6 separate regions of the Mus musculus genome follow, and all the other regions are linked to region 5. Evidence: chromatin contacts called from public Hi-C, HiCAR-type, HiChIP or PLAC-seq and promoter capture Hi-C data. All regions are on one chromosome and are shown on one strand. Each heading gives the region's core, a stretch centred on a gene start, on an enhancer-like site or on the middle of the called end of the contact. The rest is flanking DNA. Distances are from core to core; before and after follow the strand shown. Region 1 holds the start of Spsb3 (splA/ryanodine receptor domain and SOCS box containing 3). Region 2 holds the start of Fahd1 (fumarylacetoacetate hydrolase domain containing 1). Region 3 holds the start of Clcn7 (chloride channel, voltage-sensitive 7). Region 4 holds the start of Mapk8ip3 (mitogen-activated protein kinase 8 interacting protein 3). Region 5 holds the start of Ciao3 (cytosolic iron-sulfur assembly component 3). Region 6 holds the start of Tsr3 (TSR3 20S rRNA accumulation).

Region 1 (3,549 bases), core at 91-2,590, 890 kb after region 5:
AGCACCACATACCAGGACACAGCTCAGCTGCCTGGCTCAGTGTCTTTTTCACCCAACATAGACACTGGTTATCCCCACCTTGCCACTTCGACCTACCTGCCCATCAGAGTCATAGCCCCAGTTAGAGCTGCCTGCCAGAGCCACAGCCCGGGCATCTGTATCTCGGCGGGCTGCGCTCAGGACGAAATGCCATGCCCTGCTACTCCGTGTACGCCGGGCCATAGTGGAGAGAACCTGGAAAAAAATAACTGTAACTTTAAAGACATGTAATGTATCAATGTCCAAACAAGGCCCAAATCTACACCCCACAACTCTGCCCCCTGCCACTTCTACCTGGCAGCCTAAGCCATGGATCCACCAAAGGCTGGGGACTCCAAGCCCTCAACACTGAGCTCTGAGCTCCAGAAACTCCCACAAGCTCGTACCTGGCTCGAGTATCTGAGCACCTCAATCAAGCCCAGGGCGATGGTGTGAAACACAACCCAGACACCCATGACTTTGGATGTGTCCCAGCCCATCTCTGCATTCTGTTCAGGAGCTGTTGCCCCTCAGGCATTTGACACTTAACTTGCTCCTCCTCCGCGGTCCACTTTGGCAAATGGCATCCACAGCATCCAGTTCCTCATGCCAGAAACACCGCTGTCATCCACTCCTGACACCCCTCCTTGCCATTGGAGACCCCCACCGCTTCCTGCACCACACAACTCCCTCTCACCCATCCGGCTCTGCACACTACAAACTCAGTCTTTGATACAACCTTAAACTCACTGGCTTGACATCGTTCTTGGGACAAAATGAAAGGCTTTGAGAGGTCCGGATCTCCTCTCCCGAGTGGACTGTCTTTGTCTAATAGTCGACTCTGTCCTAGCTGCCTCCTGTCCCCCTGTAGACCCACTGTACTACCCTACCTCGCCCCGGCCATCCACAAAGAAGCCGGGCGGGGCCGCGCACAGCACTCCACAGCAGTTGGGTTGGCTGAGCGCCGTATAAGAACACACAGTAGGAACCCAATGAATGAACCAGAGATGTCCCTGGACGTAGCCACGCTCGGCCTCCGCGGGGCTGAAGGTTGCTTCCCTCGCCAAAGGCTCGCGGATCTCGCCACAGCGATGCCGTCCCTGACGCCTGACTCCGAGGCCCCCGCCCAGACTCCCGAGCGCCACCGCCAGGGAACAACGGGTGGCCGGCTTGACCGCCTGCAAGGTCAACCCGCCGGCCGCCGGGCCTGACCGGGCTGGGCCGGCGCGGCTCACCTGCGGCCAAAAAGCTCCCCCGGCGCTGACCCACTTTCCGTTCCGGCCGCGACGCAAACAATCCCCGCCCCCGCCCTGCATTGGCCCGGCAGCCGAAGGCGGGCTCTATGGCAGCTTCGCGCGGGGGCGGGTCTCGCGAGACAGGACTGCTGTCAAGAGGCTTGCACAAACTGTCAATCCTGAACCAAAGTTTCTATTGGCCCTCGCTAGAGCGGTCAAAAAAAAAAAAAACTTTCGCATGACCATTGGACAAATATAAGGAAGTGTGTCCGTGCCCGTGGCGTCATCATCAGTTGCCAGGATCGGGACCTCCTTGGGTGATCTGATTGGCTGGACGGTGAATGACTAACCTCTCAAAATGAGTAAGGGGCGGGCTCTTGTCACCATTGGTTCAAAGGCTGCGAAAGTTTGGAGAGGAAGCGGAAGAGAGCCGCGAAAAGCAACTAGTAGCGGAATGGAGGCTGCTGCCGGTGAGCGTGCAGGTCGGTCAAACGCGAGGGGTTGGGAAAGTCTGAAGGCGAACCGCGTGCAGGCCCACGCCAAAGCATCCCATGTCCCCTTGTTTACTGAGCTAGCCGAGTGTCGCGATGCACACATCGGCGGTTATATCTGCTCTAAGACCTCAGCCTCACGCCTTTCCGAGAATTGGGGGCCCTGCTTCCCTAGAACTGGAAGTCTCTAGTGTGGAGTCTGCGTTTGTGCGCGGGTGTCGCTTAGCTGTGATCATCTACTCTGTTAGTTTCCTCTGTGTCTGTTAAAATTAGCTGGCAGTTTGAAGTGAGCGTTCACGTGTGCACGTGCCTTCAGTTGCTCCACTTCAGACAGAAGTGAGGCTGAGACAGGTCTGGGGCTTCTAGAAGACCTACCCGCGTGCCTTTGTCTTTGTCGCTCTCTCAGACACCCCAACTCCTGTTTCTCACCAGAACCCGGGAACCTGGCCGGGGTGCGACACATCATCCTTGTTCTTTCTGGAAAGGGTGGCGTTGGGAAAAGCACCATCTCCACGGAGTTGGCCCTGGCTCTGCGCCACCAGGGCAAGAAGGTGAGGCCTGGACCAGGGTTGACACCTGTTTCATTGTTGTCCCTAGCTCCCAACAGGCTTGGCAGACTTCTTTCCACCCCTCAGCATCCTCCTCCTTGCAGGTGGGAATCCTAGATGTGGACCTGTGCGGTCCCAGCATACCACACATGCTCCGTGCACAAGGCAAGGCCGTGCACCAGTGTGACAATGGCTGGGTGCCTGTCTTTGTGGATCAGGAGCAGAGCATCTCCCTTATGTCTGTGGGGTTCCTGCTGGAAAACCCTGATGAGGCCGTGGTGTGGAGAGGTCCCAAGAAACATGGTAAGAACTTAGTGAGAAGCAGTGCTTCCTCCCTTCCTCCAACTCCTCAGTGCCTCTTTACTGAGGCCGCTTTCCCCCATCTCGTGCCTACTGCCATTGGATAAAGCCAGAAGCTGGCCCTGGCCTGTATTGGAGTCTCTTTCCCATTGGAACGCTTCTACTGCGCATAGATGTCCACCCTTCAGGGTATATATACCTCTGGGTTTCTCCCAGCCTCTGGATGGAGAATATGACATGAGACCAAGATCAAGGGAGAAGCTGTGCTCTGCATTTGTTGTGAAGCCATCAGGCACTCCTTAGATAGGAAGGGATCTCCCTTCTGAGAACCCTCCCTACGGGCCCTCACTCAAGCCAAGGGTCTAAGGCCGCACAGTGTGCAGTGGATCCCAGTGCTGAGCTTTAAGCGGGTAACATTGAACCATCCTAGCTGCCATGAGAGACTGCCTGGGAAGAATAACACACTTAGATTTAATGGCTAGCTGTCCTGGATGTGCTGTCAAGGTGCTCGAGCCAGGGCATTTTCTCTGGGCTTGAGGGCACAGATGCCCTTAGAGTCTAGGTTGCATCCTCACCTGGGGCCTCAATGGGAGTTGGCTACACCCCGCCACGTGGAGTGTGCAGACAGTTGAGTGCTAGCAGGTGGTAAGGCTGCTGGAAAGCAAGGCGAGCTTGTGGGACCCCAGAAGCTCTGCCATGTTATCTCGAAGATCAGCGGGCCCTGGCTGCCGTGTGTGGCACATGTCCCCAGGGTTCCCTGGGAGCTGCCCAGAAGCAACTGATGGAGATCCTGGGCTGGACAAGATGGGCCTTTCCTTTCCTAACCCTTTCTCAGGGATTACTGCTGGGCTTTGGGGTCTTTGCAGCACTGATAAAGCAGTTTGTGTCTGACGTGGCCTGGGGGCAGCTGGATTATCTGGTTGTGGACACACCTCCAGGGACCTCTGATGAGCACAT
Region 2 (3,758 bases), core at 726-3,225, 920 kb after region 5:
TGTATCCCTTTCTAGACCAAAATCACTGTGTAGTCCAGGCTGGCTTTCAAGTCAGGACTCCTTCTGTCTCCATCTCTTTCTTTCTTTTCTTTTTCTTTTTCTTTTTTTCTTTTTTTTTTTTTTTTTTTTTTTTTTTGGCAGGGGAAGGGACAGAACCCCAGGGGCTCCTACTCGCAACTCGAAAGATCTACACCTCACCCTAGACTTGAGAGCTTGGTATTTCTTCTTAAGAGTTCATACAGGCTGTGTTACCTGCCTGTGGTGTGACTCAGGCCTAAAGATGGCAGGACAAGGCACCAGAGCATGGCCGCTCACTCTCCAGTCATGGCGTCTGCACTAATGGACTTAAATCCTCTAAGCTTTCAGCCCTTCTCAGGCCTCCAGCCCAAGGAGAGAACAGTATTTTCTCAGCTATGGCCAGCATAATGGAAAACACACAGTGCAAGCTCCTGAAAAGAAGAAACTGCTGCTTGGGACTCAAGCATGAGGGGCAGAGAACTTATCACCGAAGGATTGTCTTGGAGTGGGCCAAGGAGGCAGCAAATGACCAAGGGACTCCACTGTACTTTTGTCTGAATTTGTGGTGCTGGGGCTTTAAGCATTCTAGGGAAGTGCTCTGTCACAACCCTGCTCCCCATTTCTCCTTTTTTGGCACAACAGCTGGGCACTTTCCAGACCCCTTCTCATGTTCAGCAAAATAAGCATTTCTATAAGATCAGGTTTCTGTAATATTTGAATTCCCCTAAGCCCTAGCACTATCCACGCCGATGGACAGCGGAGGGTGAGAAACAGGTGAATACGAGCCCTTTTATGTACTTCCTGGTAAAACACAACAAACCTGCATGGATAAAGATCATGTTATTACCAGTGCTCAACCCACTCTAGTCGGAAGAGAGCCTGACTGCTCTGAAGAAGATGCGATCACTCCTATGGAAGGAATTCATCGCTCCCAGCTCCTTAGTTTGCAACTAGGGACATTCTGTTTGAATTGAGGTCAAATCCACAGACACGTTTTATATTGCTCAAACGTCAAAAAACGTTTCAGAGTTGCCTCTTCTCACCAGGAGGGCTTCTGCGGCACCAAAAGCTGAGCGGCTGCTCAGTAGTTATTGTACCTAGCTCTTAAATCGCCTAGCTCTTAAACAGCCTTCAGCAGCGACACTAAGGGGTATCCCTTAAATGGAGACCCATACTTCTGTTCTCAACGAGCGGACTTCTTAATAAAGATGGTTCATAGACTTTCAATCACGATTGTTCCAAAGTTCCCGGCTAGCTGAATTCAGGCTGGCCAGCTCCGGGGCTTTGGCAACCCACTGTCGCCACATCAGACGTTAAGAGGAAAAGCCGACTTAAAAACTAAAGTCGCAACCCCAAAACTGGAGTCGGACTCTGGCCAGGAGGGAGCAGGTGCCAGCCCTCTGCCTCGATCCCGGGCCACGAACCCCTCCAGCGCCAGATGCCTATTCCAAGGCCCTCAACACGCCCGGCCCCGCTTCTCGCCCGCCCGGCGGCGCTCAGCACCTGCGCCTGGAAACAGCAAGGGCTCGCCCAACCGACGTCCGGCCTCCAGCACCCGGCCGCGCCGCGTCAGTACCTAGACACACTTACCCAGACCACGGCGCGCGCAGGTGGCTCCCAGCGCTGACAGGCTCCGGAGACACAGCGACCCGCGACCCAGCACCATGACCCACGGGGTGCACAGCCGGGTCGCGGAGTCCGCAACACCAGCGTCGTGGGCATCAACACTGGCGTTGGCGACTGCAACCAATCAGTGTCGTCCTCCTACTGCTCCCAACCAACCAACTCCTGCTCTTTACCAAAATGCCACGCCCTCAATCCATCAGTGACCGCCCATAGAGTTCACAGCCAACCAGTGCCTGTCTCGCACCGCCGCGCCGCCCCTAGCCAATCAGTAGTAGCTCCTGCCCCCCCCCCCCAAAATGTTCCCTAGCTGCCCTAGCAGCCTTGGCCTGTAGACTCGGTCTGCAAGTGGGTGTTGGAGGAGGCTGAGCGTGAGCCTCCTCGTCTCTCTGGGGCAGTCGCCTGCACGCAGAGACCTTTCGCTGACCTCAGCGTCCCGCTGCTGCGCAAGGAAGGGCGGGGCCGCTCCGACCTGGACAGCGTCCGAAGCCAGTCCTCTGGAGGCCGCCGTAGTCCGGGGGAGTCGGTGGTCACATGACCCAAAGCTGTACTATGGCTTCCACCAAACCGCTGTCTCGTTTCTGGGAGTGGGGCAAGAATATCGTCTGCGTGGGGAGGAACTATGCAGATCACGTCAAAGAGATGCGCAGCACCGTGCTGAGTGAGCCTGTGCTTTTCCTGAAGCCGTCCACCGCGTACGCTCCCGAGGGCTCACCGGTGTTAATGCCCGCTTACTGCCGCAACCTCCACCACGAGGTGGAGTTGGGAGTGCTTCTGGGCAAGCGTGGTGAAGCGATCCCGGAGGCTGCAGCCATGGACTACGTGGCCGGCTATGCCCTGTGCCTGGACATGACTGCCAGAGATGTGCAGGAGGAGTGCAAGAAGAAGGGGCTGCCGTGGACCCTGGCTAAGAGCTTTACGTCCTCCTGCCCGGTCAGTGCCTTCGTGCCCAAGGAGAAGATTCCTGACCCTCATGCCCTAAGACTGTGGCTCAAGGTCAACGGAGAGCTCAGGCAGGAGGGCAAAACATCATCTATGATCTTTTCCATCCCCTACATCATCAGCTATGTTTCTAAGATAATAACCTTGGAAGAAGGAGATCTTATCTTGACCGGGACTCCAAAGGGAGTTGGGCCAATTAAAGAAAACGATGAGATCGAGGCCGGCATAGATGGGGTGGTTAGTATGAGGTTCAAGGTGAAAAGATCAGAATACTGAGAGTAGAGTGCCAAAGGGGAAGGGAGACAGAAGCAAGGGAAATAAATGACACTAATAATGAAAATCTAAAAATTATGCTAGACATGTCAAAAAAGATGAATCCTTAAAAAATAACGTGATCTAAAAGACCTGGGACTGAAATAGAAACAGGAACAACGAAGCTAAAGGATATAGAATGCTTCCCAAGAGGGCAATGTTAAACTAAACTTTGAGAAGTTGTAGTTTTCTTTTCTAAAACTGAACTGAATAGACTTTTCAATAAATCATTCTGAAGTCTATACCTCCAGACTTAAAAGTGCAAAGGAAGTAACTCATTAATGCTGTTGGCCTTTAGGAAAGCTGTTTGTACAGAGCACTCCAGTTGATTTTTACTTGGGAAAGTCCTCCACCTCAAAGCCAGATAAGAATTTTGTTAAGTGAGCTCTTGCTGCAGCCCTGCCTTGTTTACTTTGGGTGTGGCTTCTGAGTTTGGAAGATAATTTTGAAATTGTTTTCCAAATAAAGACCATTTCTGTGTGACTGAAAAGAGCACTTTCTTTTCCCAGGGTGGGGAGCACTTCTTCCTCTGGGACTTAGGACCTTGGCCTTTGGTTTCCTGAGCACTGTGCCTCTTTAACTTATTAACCACATAAACCAATACTTCCACCTCAAAGACACAGGCCCTAGGGAACTGACAAGCCTGGAGATGCTGTGTGTGTTCATGCTTGCACCCCTCCCTGATAAAATGCCTGTCAGGATGCACAGCACAGTTGTCAGGGCCTAGTGGAGTCTTGTAGAATTAGATAGTGGCTTTTGCTGAGAGGGTACATAGGAGCCTGCTGGTCCCTTTAAGAAGGCATGTTACATCTTGTTAGTAGTTTATCATTACTGTAAGGCAATATGCCAACCATAGTTCATTC
Region 3 (3,550 bases), core at 630-3,129, 640 kb after region 5:
TCGAGGCCAGCCTGGTCTACAGAGTGAGTTCCAGGACAGCCTGAGCTTCCAGGACAGCCTGAGCTACACAGAGAAACCCTGTCTAAAAAAAAAAAAAAAAAAAAAAAAGCTATAGTGGTATTTAGGGGGAAAGATCAACTCTTTCTTTACTCTGTCTATTTGCAAAGAAAAGCAAAAATAAATAAAAACAAAACAACCCACATGTATTCAGCCCAAACTCAACTCTGTCAGTTTCCAAATTCTTCCCTCTCTTAAAAACCAGTTGCCAACATAAAGTTACTTTCTTTTTGGAGAGAGACACGTGTGTGTGTGTGTGTGTGTGTGTGTGTGTGTGTGTGTGTGTGTGGTGGAGGCCTCTCTAGTGGAGGCCAGGAGAGGAAAAGGTGGTCAGATCACCTGAAACTACAGTTATAAGTGGTTGAGCCACTGGACCTGGGTGCTAGGACCTGAACTTGAGTCTTCTCCAAGAGCAGCAATAGCCCCCTTCCCCAAAGGTTACTTTCTTTACAACAGGGATAACAAATCACACCACCCAGAAACACCCTAGGGAGGCAGACACAGCTCTACCACCTTACTTATTTCTGATCACTACTGCAGACCGGAGTCACAAGCACACGTCCTTCAAAAGGGCCTGAGCTGCTTCCCAGCAACAAGGAGCTGACTTTGACTTTCACTGTCCACTGCACCTTCAAGGGTCTAGCAAAGAAAGCCTAAATGTAAGTTTTGATGCGGTAGCCCTATCTTGTGCTCTTCTTAGCCTTTAAAACAGCAGGAGTGTTTGTTAAGACACCTCTAACATCAGGAGGAGGAAGGGTAAAGGACAGTTATAAAACAGACTAACATCAAGGAATTGATATAAGTAACTGACTCAAAATTAACACGATGCACACAGGCAAAAGAAGCAAAAGCACACAAGTAAACAAGCCTGTCCCGGTCTTAAACGCTAGGCATTTGAAGGCACAAACTGTTCGCAGTGCTGAGCACACTCTGGCCTCTGACTTGTTGCTTATCATGTCTGGCTGCACATTCCAAGTTCAACTAGGTAGTAAGAGAAAATGAGTGGGGATGCTTGACACTGCAATTGTGTCCCAAACGTCTGGAATTACTCCTGTGAGAAAGGAGACAGGCACTTTCACCGAAAGCACAATTCTGCCATTTAAATTGAAAACTACCAAGCGTGTAGTCCAGGCCTTCCAAGTTCTTGGGAAAATGAGACAGGATTATGAATTCATTGGTGGTCTCACTGTGAGACCTTATCTTGAAACGTCAAGGGCTATGGGTGCAGAGCTGAGGTCGTTATGATTGCCTTGTATGTGTAAACCCTGGCTTGACCCTCACCACGAAAAGTAAAATTAAAAAACAAAAGCAACGTTAAAGTCTTGGGATCTCTTGCTGAAAAGTCAGCGACAACGGTTCCTGGAGGAGAGGGTATCATTTTCTCTGATGGTGTAGCCACTGAGGAACGAGATGGGAAGAAGGGGTTCAAAGAGAAAGAAAGAAGAGGTTTATGAGTGCGAGGCTATCAAAAATAAAAGTCTTCCAGGATTCAAAAAAATAACAGAGGAGAGCACCGTGGCCTCCCTCTGGGCCCCGCCAGCACACTGAGGACCGGCGCAGCGATCCCGGCGGCTGCATCTCCGGCCCGCGGGCCTCACCTGGCGCGCGCCCGGCCCAGCTCCGTTCAGCAGCGGCGTCTCCTCGTCAGGCTGCCCTGTCCTTCGAAGCAGTGGCGCCCCCTCCTCATCATCGCGATCTCGGCCGGACCAAGACACTTTCTTAGAGACGTTGGCCATGGCCCACTGAGGACCAAACTCAACAAGAACAGCCGGCAGACCGGCAGCATTCCCGTGACCCGCGCCCAGGTCTCACGTGATCTATCATCGGTGCCCACGTGACTGACGACGGAGGCCGGCAAGATCCGGGAGCGCGGAGTCTCCTGGGAATTGTGGTTCACTGGTCGTTGCAGCCCAGGGTAGAAACCTAGAACTCAAAATCCCTAGCAATTAGTGTCTTCACTGAAGGCAGTGACCCAAACTCCAGAGAAGAACCAGCCCGAGATGCACGCCTAGTCCTCCAAGAGATGATATGGAAAAAAAAAAAATAAACTACCTGTAAAAGTTCTGGAATCGTCCCTCTCAACTAAGTTGGCTTCATGTGTTTCCTGTGCTCAAAGGGCAGCCAAACTGCTGCAATTCCGGGAAAGGGATTGAGACCCTGATGCCACACCACTTCCAGTAGGATCTGTATGACAAGTTCCACAAACTGAGGCTATTGACCTCAAAAGGGGTAGGCCTCCTGGAACCGGTGTGGAACTCTTCGCCGGAGAAAAAAATATTGAGTGGTAGTTCTTATGGCAATGTTTTGTTTTCTCTTATTCCTTTTCTTATTTACATGTTCCTGGTAGCCTAGGCCAAGATCTTAAGCAAGAATAATGGGTAAGAAACCAACCCTAGAGATGGGGGCCACTAACATGACCTTATCCCCCGGGAAAACAATGCCTTACTTTCTAAATCATTTACAAAACTATTACGATAGATAAAAACTTTCCCAACAATAAAATTTCATATGGCTGCACGTGTGTCATCGGAGGTGGATTTTGGTGTATGGTAAAGAAAGCCTTAATTAGAAAGAATTAAAATAGTTTGAATTTACATATTGAAGATTTGTTAAAAAAGAAAAAGAAAAAACCCAGATACTAGATGTTAAATAGTAATTGACCATGGGGCTAGAGAGTTAGTTCAGTGGTTAAGAGCACTGACCATTAAAGATTTATTAACCTGCTCCTAGAAATAAGCCACTAGACTTGGACAACAGCCCCCACTGAATACATCCTTTTAGAATTGTTATATTTTGATGATTTATATTAATAATGATGTTACCTGTACTGTTTGTGATTCACTGAATGCATAGTTTCAGAGTTGTAATGCTTGGATGATTTTTGTGCTTTACTGTGCCAAATGATTTTTGTTGGTATTTGTGATTGTTTCACTGGATATAGTTTCTAAGAGATGTAATGTTTGGTTTTTTAATGTATAAAATCCCCTGCTTGAGAGCTGCAAAATGCACTCAGATTCAAACTGCCTCTGTGTTTGTTTCTGTTTGTCACCACCGAATCCTTACCCACCTAGCTTTGAGGACCCTCATTCCAGAGACCCCCATAACCGACTTGGGTGGACCGTGGCACCCTGAAGTGCCAAATTAGGAAAGACTGGGGTTCCTCCGAGGAGGAGACTAGGACAGCACATGGGCGTGGCATTAACTAGCCGCAGGTTGCTTTAGGCAATAGTATTTTAGGAAGATTAAGTTTGCCTTAGTATCGGTGTTACATCAACAAAGTTGTTCTTAGATGTATCCTGAATTATGTAGGGGCAAGGATTGGGATTTGATACTACAACTTCAGGGACCCGAGAGTGACTGTAATCATGGGTGGCACTCTACAGAGAAAGAACGATGTTACAAAGTTTACTTCTGAGCAGTGTCATGGCAGTTGCATTACAGAGGATGGTAGAAGGAAGCAAGGAAGAAAGTGTCCACTTAATGAAGGAAATAG
Region 4 (3,795 bases), core at 626-3,125, 840 kb after region 5:
TTTATCAGTTTGTTCTGGCTCCTCATTTGGGCAATTAAAAACTAACTCCGGTGGGACTGGACCTGTGGGGAGACCACTGGCTGCTCTACCAGAGGATCTAGATGCTATTTCCAGAGCCCACGTGACACTCAAAACCCCTAGTTAACTCCAGCTCCAGAGCGTCCAGCACCCTCCTCTGGTTTCTGTGGGCACAGGGCACATACAAGTGAAACACCATCTACAGTAAATACTAATAACTGGCTCGGGTAGCAGTCACTGCAAGTGCTACTGCAGTATGCCCCTTCTCGTCAGCCTGTTTTCCTAGTTGGTTGATAATATAATACGTAGGCTCAGTTTTGCAGGCTTGAAAAATTAAATCAGTATCAAAATTCAGGCAACCTGAAAATGTTGTGGGGTGTTCACCGTGGAAGAATGCTCTGACATAGTTTTAAGCCAATAGGAAAGTCTTTATTAGCTGGCTGGTGAGTACACTGGGTGTTTAGGATCTCAAACAAGAAAGGCCTTGAGCCTTTCTCAGGATGAGCTTTTAAGGGCAAAGCCATGTTCTGGGTTGGCATGCTTCAGTTAACAAGAACAGTTAGTCAGAGGCAGAACTACAGAAGCCAAAAAGCAAAGTTAGGAATTTAGAGACTTTCTCAGAACTATCCACACTGAGGGATTGGGTCTGTTTTCATTCTTTTGGCAGGTGGTGCTATCTACATGCCGAGTTTTACAGCCTGAATTGGACTTCCATCATGGAGTGAGTTGTGCTAAGGTCTGAGGCATGTTACAAAACAATCTCTTAGAGTAGGTATTTATCTATGTGTTTGGAAAGATGAGGGAAGTATAGCCCCAGGTAATGGTGTATACTGAATGGCAGAAGCCAGGCATACCAAGTTCCAGGTCAGCCAGTGCTACACAGTAAGACTTTGCATATGAAATTGTGAGGAATGTTTTAAGTGCTCTGGACTTCAGCTACAAGAAGGACTGTGTTGGTTAAGAGTAAGATCTGGTGGCTTGCAGTTGAGAGTACTTGCTCTTAGAGGGGAGGACCTCTGTTCAGTTCTGGCCATCCATATGGCTGCTCACAACTGACCTTCTTAACTCCAATTCAGATGCCCTCTTCTGGCCTTCACAGACACCAGGAATGTGTGTGATGCACAAGTCTACATACAACCAAACACATACACATAAAATAACAAGTAACTTTTTTTTTTAAGAGGATGTGAATCTGAGCTGCCTTGGAAGGCTTTGGGGACCGGGAAAACCACGTAAGCAAGAAAGTAGTTCAAGGGCAGGAAAGATGGCTCAGTGGTTAAGAGCACTGGTTGTTCCAGAAGACCTAGGTTCAATTCCCAGCAACCACATGTTGGGTCACAACCATCTACAATGGGTTCTGATGCCCTCTTCTGGTGTGTCTGAAGAGAGCAACGGTGAATACATTAAATAAATTTAAAAAAAAAAAAAAAGAAAGAGGAAAAAAAAGCAAGTAGTTCAAAGTCAGGTTCATGGTGTCCCCAGCAAATGAACACATATAGATCGACTCGCTTTATATTTCTGTCTCAAAAGTACCGCCACACATAAGGATTTTAGAACCTGGTGTCCTGTGCAAAATGAAGCACTGCATGGAACTAAGCAACCAGCAGAGCGGGAAACAACCAGAAACAGGGCAAGCGACACATGTCGCGTGAACGTTGAGGGTGGCCAGAGTATGTATGACAAAGGTCTGAAGACAAACAGGACAGAGATAGAGAAGCATCCAGGTCACTCCAATCAGACTGAGCTACGTCCTCAAGAGCCACCAGCAACGCAGCCGGAAACGTTCCTTTAGCGTCAAGGCGCTCGGGGCGGAACTGGATGGGGCTCCACCCCCGCAGCCAGGCGGGACTTCCGGCAAGGGAGTGACGGGCGCGGCCTGGGCGGCGGCACGTCCTAAGGTAGCGGCTGCCTGAGGTGACAGCGGCCCGTGGATTCGGGCCCCGGAACGAGCCGCGCTGGCGGCGGCGGCGGTAGCCGCGATGATGGAGATCCAGATGGACGAGGGAGGAGGAGTGGTGGTGTACCAAGACGACTACTGCTCGGGCTCGGTCATGTCGGAGCGTGTGTCGGGCCTGGCGGGCTCCATCTACCGCGAGTTCGAGCGCCTCATTCACTGCTATGACGAGGAGGTGGTCAAGGAGCTCATGCCGCTGGTGGTGAACGTGCTGGAGAACCTTGACTCGGTGCTGAGCGAGAACCAGGAGCACGAGGTGGAGCTGGAGCTCCTACGCGAGGACAACGAGCAGCTGCTCACGCAATACGAGCGCGAGAAGGCGCTGCGCAAACAGGCCGAGGAGGTGCGTGGGCCCCGGCCGCCGCGGAGAGGGACGGTGAGGGACGGTGTGGGTAGCGTGGAGCAGCCAGCTCGGCTCAGCCGGCAGTATGCTGCTGATGCTGATGCTGATGCCGATGCTGCTGGGAGTGCCACTTTCTCCATCCAATTGGGACCTAGAGCACAGCCTGTGCAGAGTCCGGGAGACATGGGCCCCCATTCCTGCTGTCCTCTGACCTTGGCTGCCGCCTGCTGGCTCTGGGTTTTATTCCTTCCCGTCTTTGGAGCAAGTTGCCCTAGAATCACAAAGCCCAGAATTCTACAATTCTAGAAATAAATGCTCTTCGGTTTATGATGGGAAGTGCCTTCTTATATGAGGTTAAATTCCATTTAAGTGAAGTTGACTTGACACAGTCTTAGAGACTACTATTGAAATTAAGAGTCGATCTTGATATTTTGGCTTCTTATTAAGTTAGTGGCCCTGCATCACAGCTAGGATAAAAGCTTTGCTTATCTTGAATCATTCATACTTTCCATGGTTTGCCTTTTGATTGTCAAGATTTTGCTGTGAATGCATGGGCACCACATAACTGGCTTAATCAAGTTCTCTACATATGGGGGGATTCAAAAGCCTCAAAGGATGTGAGGAGGGCTTGGGTGACCTCAGAAACAGGGAACTGGCTCCAGAAACTGTCTGGGCTAGATCAAGGTCACACACTGACCACAGACAAAAGGACAGGCCAAGTAACAGGGTAGACCTTGGCAACAGCTTAAGCCTTACCTTCTGGGTTCATATTGCTGCCTAGTGGGGCAGTACCCTAGAAGTCTGCAGTGTTTGGTCCTTCTAGACCTGCCCTGGAGTTGTCTTGTGCCTGATACCACTCTCCATAGCCCTGACTCTCTGGGGACTTTTGATACATTGGCAAAGGACTTGGGTATTATTTCTTCCCCTTGCCTCCATACTTACATAGTCAAGATCACTAATGTGGAGAAAAAGAAGAAAATGAAGGTGTACTGTGGTAAGGCAAAGTTACATCCTTGTAAAATGGTTTCTGCTTGAGTGTTGACACTGTCCCCCGGGGAGGATGCCTCTGCCTTCCAGCTTAATAACAAGCTGGACGGAGCAGTGAGTGTACGTGGGGCTTAGGTTGTGCAGAAGACCCAGCTCTTGAAAGGAAGCTGAGCAATGCAATGAGTAAATAGATGCCAAACTGGCCCGGTGGAAGCCGGGGTTAAATGCCCATTTATGCCCTTGGAGGGACCTCCAGTGAGGGTAAAGCTGAAGGGGGACTAAACACTGTAAACAGCATCCTAGCTCCTGTGGAAAGACCTGCATGCTTATCTTCAGTTCTGTAAAAAGACTACAGTTTCCTTTTCTAAACAGGGATGGGTGATGAGATGGTGTAATAGCCCGGAGCGATGCATCACTGCATGCAGAGTTGTGCTGCAGAATTGCTGTCCCGGGCACTTTGCTTGTTTAAGCTTAGTCAGATATGGGTAATCTG
Region 5 (3,723 bases), core at 448-2,947:
GGGAGGAGGGGCTTGAGGGAACCAACCCCCTCAAAATCTTATGCTACTAAACGTAGGGGGCAAAGGAGGAGGGGAGGCTCCTCCTGCCCCGTGCAGAACAGGACAGACTGGCTGCTCACCATGGCAGCCCTGTTCATCATCTCAGCTCCCCGTGGTCAGTGAATGTGACCAGTGAGAGAGCTGGGGAGATGCAGTGAGTTTCAGGGTGGCCACATCTGCGACTGGGAAAGGCAGAAGAAGATGTGTGTTTCAGATCCACACCCCAGCCTCCCTCCCCCTCCTGCCACCGCCAGCCCCCAGCAGGGATGTGGTGAGACCTCAGGGTCCTTACTTGGTTCACTTGGAAGTAACTGCCATCGTCTTCAATGTGGATCTTGGCTATGCCACTTCCTGGCTTCTTAGCCACCTTTACAGGCTTGATGCAATTCTACACCAGGAAAGACCCCACACCAGGCTCTATTAGGAGAAAGCAACTTGGACGGGGGGTGGGGAGGGTGGGGAGTGGGGTGGGGGGCTGGGTATGGAGGGCCTCAGGGATGGTTGGCTACCGGCCATAGAGTGAAGCTCACCACCGAGGCCAATTCTACCACCTTCCTGCCACTGAAGCCATGCTGAGCTCTGGTTGCCCACCCTTCTCTGTACAAGGTGAGGAGAATGCCATCAAGGCCACTCTTTCTCCAGAATCACCATGAAATCTGCTACAAACTCTATATGCAAGCTAATGCAAGAAGCCCTGACTAGCCTGCCCTTCCTACGTGCACATAGCAGCACACCCCCGGAGATCAGAGTGTCAGAGGCCTGGCCAGACAGGAAGGCTTTCCTTGGAAACATCTAGAGGTCACCTCCATCCCACGACCACAGATGAAACTCCATGTCTCTCCCCTTCTCTTGGACATCTCCTGTTATCGCTTCCTGAACCTTGGTGGCTTTCCAGAAAAGGGCCAGTCTCGGGTAAGATGGCCCAGTTCATCCTGTCCGTGTGGCAGCTCAGCCCGTCTTTTATGGGTCATGGGACTTGGCTAGCTCTGGAGACAAAGGAAGACCCAGCAAGGGCAGCAGCTCCTGTTTTCAGGGCGGTCTGTCTGTATCCCTCTCTCTTCCTCGAGGCAACGTCAGGAACATTAGCTGTGGCTGTGGCCCAAGTGGACATCAAACCTGTCCCTTCAACATGGTCCCTGTCCACAGAGATGACAACTGGCTCTGAGAGAGGAGTGGGAAGGGATATCTCACAGGTGTGTGGAGGCTAACTCAGCCCCACCATGTCTCTGCATCACCAGCTGGGTGACACTACTACAACAGTAACTTAAGATCACATAACAACAAGTCCCCCCACCTTTTTTTTTTAAACACTAAACCTGCCTGTCACCACTAAACACTCCCATGGTCCCAGGGATCGCTCCGGGCCCAGTAACCGCGTTGTCTGGCCCTCCCTGGCCTCAGTTGTCTGTGTTTGTGAAAAGGGAACTAGACTGACTGAGGCCCTGGGTCCTGGGCCCTGGGAAAAGACACAGACGAGAGAGGTTTCCCGAGGTGCACGGCCAGGCTCGGACCCTCCTCCTGCCCGACTCGCCCTTGGCCGGCCCACCTGAGATGGCCCGATGAAGTCGTCCAAGTCGGTCAGCTGTAGTGCCCCACTGAAGGGCGACGCCATGACAGCCTCACTGCCGCCGAGTGTCACACGGGGGTGTCGCAAAATGACACCAAAATGACATGCAGTTCCGCCACTCTGCCGGAAAACGCAAATTCCAGCGCATGCTCATTTCTCTCCGTCAACAAGCTTTGAAAAGCGTGCGCGCCCTCTGCCGGCGGCCTTGAGCGCTCGGCCCAGCGGACTCAAGCTGCAAGTTCCACAGCACAGCGTTCGGTCTCCCTTGCGTCCCTTGGTTGTGGTGTAGCAGGGTAGCAAAGACAAATAACGCAAAGAATGTAACTAGAGACTCAGAGTCTCTCCCGCTTCCCGTAGGGGTCGGAATCCGGATTTCATTCATCACCTTGACCTAGCAATACTCAAGGAAGGTTCCAGATGCAGTGGGCAGGAGAACACAAAATTAACTTTGATTCACTGGAATGCCTTGGAATGGGCTTACCAAAAAATGAGATAGACAAGTGCTGTTGAGATGTTAAGACTGGAGTGTGGGAGAACATTTACAGAAGCAGGTTCTTGGACTGGACCAGGGCCAAAGGACAGTTTCTGTTTGCCAGGAGGATTCTTGTTTTAAATTGGATATTTTCTTTATTTACATTTCAAATGTTATCCCCTTTCCCAGTTTCCCTCCCTCCCTCCTGGAAACACCCTATCACATCCTCCCTTCCCCTGCTTCTGTGAGGGTGTTACTCCACCCACCCACCCTCTCTCCCCTCCCCTCCCTCAAAGTCCCCTACACTGGGGCATCTATCAAGCCTTCATAGGACCAAAGACCTCTCCTCCCATTGATGCATGACAAAGCCATCCTCTGCTACATATGCAGCTGGAGCCATGTGTACTCCTTTGTTGATGGTTTAGTCCCTGGGAGTTCTGGGGGGTCTGGTTGGTTGATATTGTTGTTCTTCCTAAGGGGTTTCAAACCCCTTCAGCTTCTCCAGTCCTTTCTTTAATTATTGAGGACCCCGTGCTCAGTCCAACAGTTGGCTGCCTAGCATCTGCCTCTGTATTTGTAAGCCTCTGGCAGGGCCTCAGGAGACAGCCATATCAGGCTCCTTTCAGCATGCACTTCTTGGCATCCACAATAGTGTCTGGGTTTGGTAACTGTATACAGGGTTGCTGGGAGGATTCTAATGCTGGAAGGAGGGTGATACATAGATCCCTGGAAATTCAAACTCACCACCACCACCACCAAACCCAAGTCTATTAGAACAAACCCAGTGGACGGCTGGCAGATGTGAGGCATATCCAAGGCCCAATAAGAGAGACAGAGCAGAATGGCCTGGAACAGTAGAAAGAATGAAGTCCTGGTGTAATGTAGGTGATCCCTGAAGACATTACAATCAGTGGATTTCATGAAGCCAGTCACAAAAGGCCACACGTGTGACACCATTCAGCAAAAATGTCCAGGACAGGCAAACCTGCAGATGGAAAGCTGACCTCAGGTGTGGAGAAGGTTTCTGATCAGGGTGGTTAGAAAAGTCTTTAGAATAGATGCTGCACACGTGAATGTCATTTTTCTTTTAAACAGAATAGGGTTTCTCTGTGTAGCCCTGACTGTCCTGGAACTCGCTTGGTGGACTAGGATGGCCTAGAACTCACAGAGATCCATTTGCCTCTGCCTCTGGAATGCTGGGATTAAAGGTGTGTGCCACCATGCCTGGCTTTGTAACATCATTAATGTCACCAAAATGTCTACTAGAAATGGTAACAATCAGGCTGAGACGAGAGTTTGTTTGTTTGTTTGTTTGTTTCTTTGTTTTCAAGACAGAGTTTCTCTGTGTATCCCTGGCTGTCCTGGAACTCACTTTGTAGACCAGGCTGGCCTCGAACTCAGAAATCTGCCTGCCTCTGCCTCCCAAGTGCTGGGATTAAAGGCATTCGATACCACACCCAGCTGAGATGAGAGTTGATGTAGTGTTTGCTGTGCAGACATGAGGAATGAGTTGAGTGTGACTTGTAACATTAATGTAAAAGCTGAACACAGTGACATGTGCTGCCTGTAATCCCACTGAGAGGGTAGAGACAGGGAGAGCCCTGGGGCCCATGGCCAGCCACTAGCCAGCCAAGCCTGCTAACCT
Region 6 (4,010 bases), core at 1,248-3,747, 530 kb after region 5:
GACCTTCAGTCTCTCTGTCGTTTCTTGATCCCTTTCCAAATTTCAGTGGAGTCTCTGGCTTGAGCCTCTTGTTCTGGGGTCTCTTCAGCTCCAGAGTAGTTGCTGTCTCCTCCATTAGCACCAGGTCCTGGTTCCTCACACTCATCACTGTCCTCCTCAGAATCTTCACTGTGCTCCTCAGACCCATCAGTGTCATCCATGTCCTCAGGTAGCCTGGGAGTGAGATGGACCACAGTACAGCCACAGCCCTGAGCAAGGTGACCGTCCCTGTTAGGCTCGCTAGAGAAGCCCTAAAGCAGAGGCGGCTCTGAGCCCAACCCCCTTCAGCAAGCAGCTGCTTTACACTTTGTAATCACCACCAGGCCTTGTTCAAAAGGCCACACCCGCAAGGCCGGAGGAACTGGGTCAAGGTTTCAGAAGCACCTGGGGGCTCACAGGACCTACCGGGTGCTGGCCACGGGCCTGTTGAGATTCACAAACTCCCGCCCTGAGTCCACGTCAAAGGGATCTGAACACAGAAAGAGAGGGCGTGGTGGCGCACACCTTTAATCCCAGCACTCGGGAGGCAGAGGCAGGCGGATTTCTGAGTTTGAGGCCAGCCTGGTCTACAAAGTGAGTTCCAGGACAGCCAGGACTACACAGAGAAACCCTCTCCCCACCCCCACCCCCACCCCCAAAAAAAAAAGAAAGAAAGAAAGAAGAAGAGAGGAAGGGGACTTCTAAGTGATTTTCAGGCTCTAGGCTCCTAAGGCCCTGGAGGGACTTGATTGCTTCTCTGGGGCTCCCAGCCAACACCAGGACTCACCGATGTCCTCTTCAGGCGTGTCCCTGGTGCTAGCCAAGTACCCCTGTTCAGCCTGCAACACCTCCTCCGGGCCACGGCAAGCTGCGTACTTATCCAGGAGCTCCCGGTTCAGGTCCAGGAAGCCCTTGCCCCACTTAAACTTCCGAAGCAAAATGACAGCAAGGTCTGAAAAGCCTAGTGGAACAAAAACCAAAGATATGCCTGGGACACCTATAGAGAGCACAACTGCATGACCCTGCCTGCTATCTCAGGAAGCTGTCACCTCCTCTACAGTTCCCAAGGTTCCTCTCATTTGCTGAGAAACAGTCCTATTATCCTAGTCTCTGTGTCTTACGGGGTAGCCATTGGGCCCACACACCATCCAGGGAAGGCAGTGGTCCATTTTGCCTCTACCTCTGCTTCATAAGGTTAAGACTGTATGTGGGCACTGAGACTGAAGACAAAGGCTGTTTTCTAATGGCTCCCAATATATTCTCCTCACATCCCACCCCCTTGCTCAGACTCTGCCAGAAGAAACCCCAGTCTCCAGGTGAGGGAGGAGGAGGGGGCAAGCAGTCAGCCTCCAGACTGCCATTGCCAGGCTTCTGTCAGACCCAAAACTCACCTACGATGCAGAAGGCAGCAGCGAAAGCTTCCACACAGGAAAGTTTGCAGGGCCGGCCATAGTTTACAGGGTTGGCAGCTACGAGGTAAGGCAGGAGCCGCAAGTGGCTCCCTCGCATCTTCTGAAAGGGTGTGTCGTCCAGTTTGGCCCAGGAGCAGTCTATGACTGCGACCCCTGACTGTGCCACCAGCTGTCTGTCAGAGAGTGTAGGGTAGGTTCTAGGGCCCCAAATAAGGCACATCCTTGGAGACTGGCTTCACTACAGATGAGAGATCACTCTGCTATTTCGAAGTTATGGTTTATTGCAATAGTAGAAAGAACCCTTCAGGAAGCAGTTGAGGGTAGCTGGACAGTGTTTACTTTACACAACAAATGTTTCTCCTAGGCTTTCTACACTATAGCCCTGCTCTATGAAAAGGGTCAAATTAAATACAACTCTGCTCATATGAAAGATGTGGACATCCAAGACCAATAAGCAAGGCTTGAAGAAAATGATACTCCTGATACAGGGCAGTTTAACAAAGACAAGATGGTGGGAAGGGCATTCCAACCCCTCTCCGACCCCTCCCCGATCCCCAGGCCTCTGGTGTCTACCTGTCTGCCGGAGACACGTACTCAGTGCCTACTGGGCTGAGCACCAGACCGCCAAACCTTTGGCTCAGGCGCAGGCAGCGCACCAGACCCAGACGGGCCAGTTTGCGGCCCGTGCAGCGCTTGGGGTCGCAGTGACCAAGCTCCCACATAGCCAAGGCACAAGGCAGCGCCGCAGGGCCCGGGCCGCCCTGGTCCTCGGCCTCCTCGGGCTGCACGGATGCTACAAGGAGAGAGAGAAGGCCGGGTCCTCAGCGCCTGCTCCCAGGCCCGACCCGCTGCTCCGACTGCTCCAAACTCACCACGCAGCGCAGCGCCCACCTCTTCAGCGAAAGCATCCAGAGAGCGGCCAGAGGGTCGCCGAACACGACCGCTCTCTTTCCTGGATCCGCGAGCAACTTTCTTGCGGCCCATAATGTTAGATGAAATCCGAGATGAAATCCTCAGCTCCAGCGTTTGTTCAAGAGCGTGCGCGCGTGCGCGCTCGCACAGCTTCCGGTTTTGAGGGGAGTCAGTTCCGGCTGTCACTCACGTGACCGTGAGACCCTAGGAGCAATGGCGGGGCGGCTGGCTGGCTTCCTGATGTTGCTGGGGCTCGCGTCGCAGGGTCAGTGGCTCCGCGCACATAGCCCCCCGCGCGCTGGCGTCGCTCGCGCCTCCGCTCCCTACTCACCACCTCTCTCCCCGCTCCGCAGGGCCCGCGCCGGCATGTGCCGGGAAGATGAAGGTGGTGGAGGAGCCTAACACATTCGGGTGAGCGGATCACGGTCCTGCGGCTTGGGGACCGAGCCTGGCTGGCTCTTCTGACCTTCTCTGTTCCATAGGCTGAATAACCCGTTCTTGCCCCAGGCAAGCCGCCTTCAGCCCAAGAGAGAGCCTTCAGCTGTATCCGGTGAGCGCGGGAGGGTGCGGAGCTGGCCGAGGTGCTGACTGAGGGGGCCGAAAAAAGCTCTCGGTTAGGGAGGGAAGGGTGCCTTGGATGAAGGACTCATAATGTACTCGCTGAAGGGTTACGAATTCGTTTGTCAAACTTGAGTGTTTTAAATGCTCTGAAGTATATACTGGAACTGCAATCCCCTCTCGCTCCCAGGGTTGGCGATTACCTAGGGCTAAGCAAGCAAGCGCTCAAGGCTTGGGTCACATCCCTAACTTTTGTGGGGTTTTTGTTTTGTTTCGTTTTGTTTTTCGGGACAGGGTTCCTCTGTATAGCCCTGGAACTCTTTGTAGACCAGGCTGGCCCGGAACTCAGAAATCCGCCTGCCTCTGCCTCCCAAGTGCTGGGATTAAAGGCGTGTGCCACCCCCGGCTACTTTTGTGTTTTTAAGGTAAGAGTCTTTCAAAGTCTTTTATAGTAGACTCAAGCTGGCCTCCAACTTGTGGTATTAAAGCCTCTACTTTCCACAGGTGCTTAGACCAATTAGAAGCTCTAGGGATGTTGGGTATGAAGACTCAACACTCCAGGTGTATCTAGCCCTTTCTAGGTCTTACGGAGTGGAGAGGGCACCAGCACAGGAAATTTGGGACTAAGATCCTAGGAGGACTGAAAGACAAGCTGTTGGAGGTGGCTCAGGGCTGGCCAGCATAAAAGAACCTTGGCAACCCAGACACTATTGCATATGCCAGAAAGATCTTGCTGAAGGGACCCTGTTATAGCTGTCTCGTATGAGGCTATGCCAGTGCCTGGCAAATACAGAAGTGGATGCTCACAAGTCATCTATAAGATGGAACACAGGGCCCCCAATGGAGAAGCTAGAGAAAGCACCCAAGGAGCTGAAGGGGTCTGCAACCCTATAGGTGGAACAACAATATGAACTAACCAGTACCCCCAGAGCTCATATCTCTAGCTGCATATGTAGCAGAAGATGGCCTAGTTGGCCATCACTGGGAAGAGAGGCCCCTTGGTATTGCAAATTTTATATGCCCCAGTACAGGGGAATGCCAGGGCCAAGAAGCAGGAGTGGGTGGGTAGGGGAGCAGGGTGGAGGGAGGGTATAGGGAACTTTCGGGATA

Evidence for each region. Promoter capture Hi-C pulls out the DNA fragments that hold promoters and counts their contacts. Hi-C and Micro-C count contacts between places; a contact is called where the count stands out from the background. HiCAR-type assays count read pairs that join an accessible place to other places. HiChIP or PLAC-seq counts read pairs in DNA pulled down with a chosen protein or histone mark.
Region 1: a promoter capture Hi-C map of pre-B cells shows a contact between it and region 5, with 3 times the contacts expected there. The contact joins the promoter of Spsb3 here to the promoter of Ciao3 in region 5. A contact is called at or near these places in 6 of 39 promoter capture datasets (the HPC-7 cell line, cranial neural crest, embryonic stem cells and 3 more), 2 of 484 Hi-C or Micro-C datasets (the HL-1 cell line and embryonic stem cells), 12 of 115 datasets of contacts at active chromatin or transcription factors (the SCID.adh cell line, bone marrow-derived macrophages, craniofacial prominence and 7 more) and 1 of 9 other capture datasets (pancreatic islet).
Region 2: a HiCAR-type map of astrocytes shows a contact between it and region 5, with 4 times the contacts expected there. The contact joins the promoter of Fahd1 here to the promoter of Ciao3 in region 5. A contact is called at or near these places in 3 of 39 promoter capture datasets (hippocampal neurons, liver and pre-B cells), 1 of 484 Hi-C or Micro-C datasets (B cells), 2 of 115 datasets of contacts at active chromatin or transcription factors (astrocytes and embryonic forebrain) and 3 of 9 other capture datasets (adipose tissue, liver and pancreatic islet).
Region 3: a Hi-C map of B cells shows a contact between it and region 5, with 10 read pairs. The contact joins the promoter of Clcn7 here to the promoter of Ciao3 in region 5. A contact is called at or near these places in 1 of 484 Hi-C or Micro-C datasets (B cells), 3 of 115 datasets of contacts at active chromatin or transcription factors (bone marrow-derived dendritic cells, bone marrow-derived macrophages and pancreatic cancer cells) and 1 of 9 other capture datasets (macrophages).
Region 4: a contact with region 5 is called in a promoter capture Hi-C map of pre-B cells, with 3 times the contacts expected there. The contact joins the promoter of Mapk8ip3 here to the promoter of Ciao3 in region 5. A contact is called at or near these places in 4 of 39 promoter capture datasets (the 3T3-L1 cell line, embryonic stem cells, liver and 1 more), 1 of 115 datasets of contacts at active chromatin or transcription factors (bone marrow-derived macrophages) and 2 of 9 other capture datasets (liver and pancreatic islet).
Region 6: an H3K4me3 HiChIP or PLAC-seq map of bone marrow-derived macrophages shows a contact between it and region 5, with 5 times the contacts expected there. The contact joins the promoter of Tsr3 here to the promoter of Ciao3 in region 5. A contact is called at or near these places in 4 of 39 promoter capture datasets (the HPC-7 cell line, hippocampal neurons, liver and 1 more), 1 of 484 Hi-C or Micro-C datasets (B cells), 5 of 115 datasets of contacts at active chromatin or transcription factors (SST interneurons, bone marrow-derived macrophages, embryonic forebrain and 2 more) and 1 of 9 other capture datasets (macrophages).

What each region holds. Positions count from the first base shown.
Region 1 is chr17:24,884,465-24,888,013 of GRCm38.p6, reverse strand. It overlaps Spsb3 (splA/ryanodine receptor domain and SOCS box containing 3), which reads right to left and starts at 1,340. Exons shown (of 7, transcript NM_001163751.1): 1 at 1,254-1,340; 2 at 97-234. The coding sequence starts at 1,334. Nubp2 (nucleotide binding protein 2) reads left to right here and starts at 1,664. Exons shown (of 7, transcript NM_011956.3): 1 at 1,664-1,735; 2 at 2,177-2,295; 3 at 2,397-2,595; 4 at 3,459-3,549. The coding sequence starts at 1,708.
Region 2 is chr17:24,848,519-24,852,276 of GRCm38.p6, reverse strand. Fahd1 (fumarylacetoacetate hydrolase domain containing 1) reads left to right here and starts at 1,975. Exons shown (of 1, transcript NM_023480.3): 1 at 1,975-3,381. The coding sequence starts at 2,176. The coding sequence ends at 2,859. Hagh (hydroxyacyl glutathione hydrolase) reads right to left here and starts at 1,787. Exons shown (of 9, transcript NM_024284.2): 1 at 1,609-1,787. The coding sequence starts at 1,684.
Region 3 is chr17:25,131,720-25,135,269 of GRCm38.p6, reverse strand. It overlaps Clcn7 (chloride channel, voltage-sensitive 7), which reads right to left and starts at 1,879. Exons shown (of 25, transcript NM_011930.4): 1 at 1,656-1,879. The coding sequence starts at 1,793.
Region 4 is chr17:24,935,057-24,938,851 of GRCm38.p6, reverse strand. Mapk8ip3 (mitogen-activated protein kinase 8 interacting protein 3) reads left to right here and starts at 1,875. Exons shown (of 33, transcript NM_001163449.1): 1 at 1,875-2,315. The coding sequence starts at 1,998.
Region 5 is chr17:25,771,750-25,775,472 of GRCm38.p6, reverse strand. It overlaps Ciao3 (cytosolic iron-sulfur assembly component 3), which reads right to left and starts at 1,697. Exons shown (of 11, transcript NM_026238.4): 1 at 1,586-1,697; 2 at 332-427. The coding sequence starts at 1,651. It overlaps Gm41550 (a long non-coding RNA gene), which reads right to left. Exons shown (of 3, transcript XR_876684.1): 3 at 2,929-3,063.
Region 6 is chr17:25,238,657-25,242,666 of GRCm38.p6, reverse strand. Tsr3 (TSR3 20S rRNA accumulation) reads right to left here and starts at 2,497. Exons shown (of 6, transcript NM_026676.3): 1 at 2,303-2,497; 2 at 2,004-2,223; 3 at 1,410-1,603; 4 at 806-979; 5 at 445-508; 6 at 1-213. The coding sequence starts at 2,414. The coding sequence ends at 6. It overlaps Gnptg (N-acetylglucosamine-1-phosphotransferase, gamma subunit), which reads left to right and starts at 2,551. Exons shown (of 11, transcript NM_172529.3): 1 at 2,551-2,607; 2 at 2,696-2,753; 3 at 2,825-2,892. The coding sequence starts at 2,556. Baiap3 (BAI1-associated protein 3) reads left to right here. Exons shown (of 34, transcript NM_001163270.1): 34 at 1-8.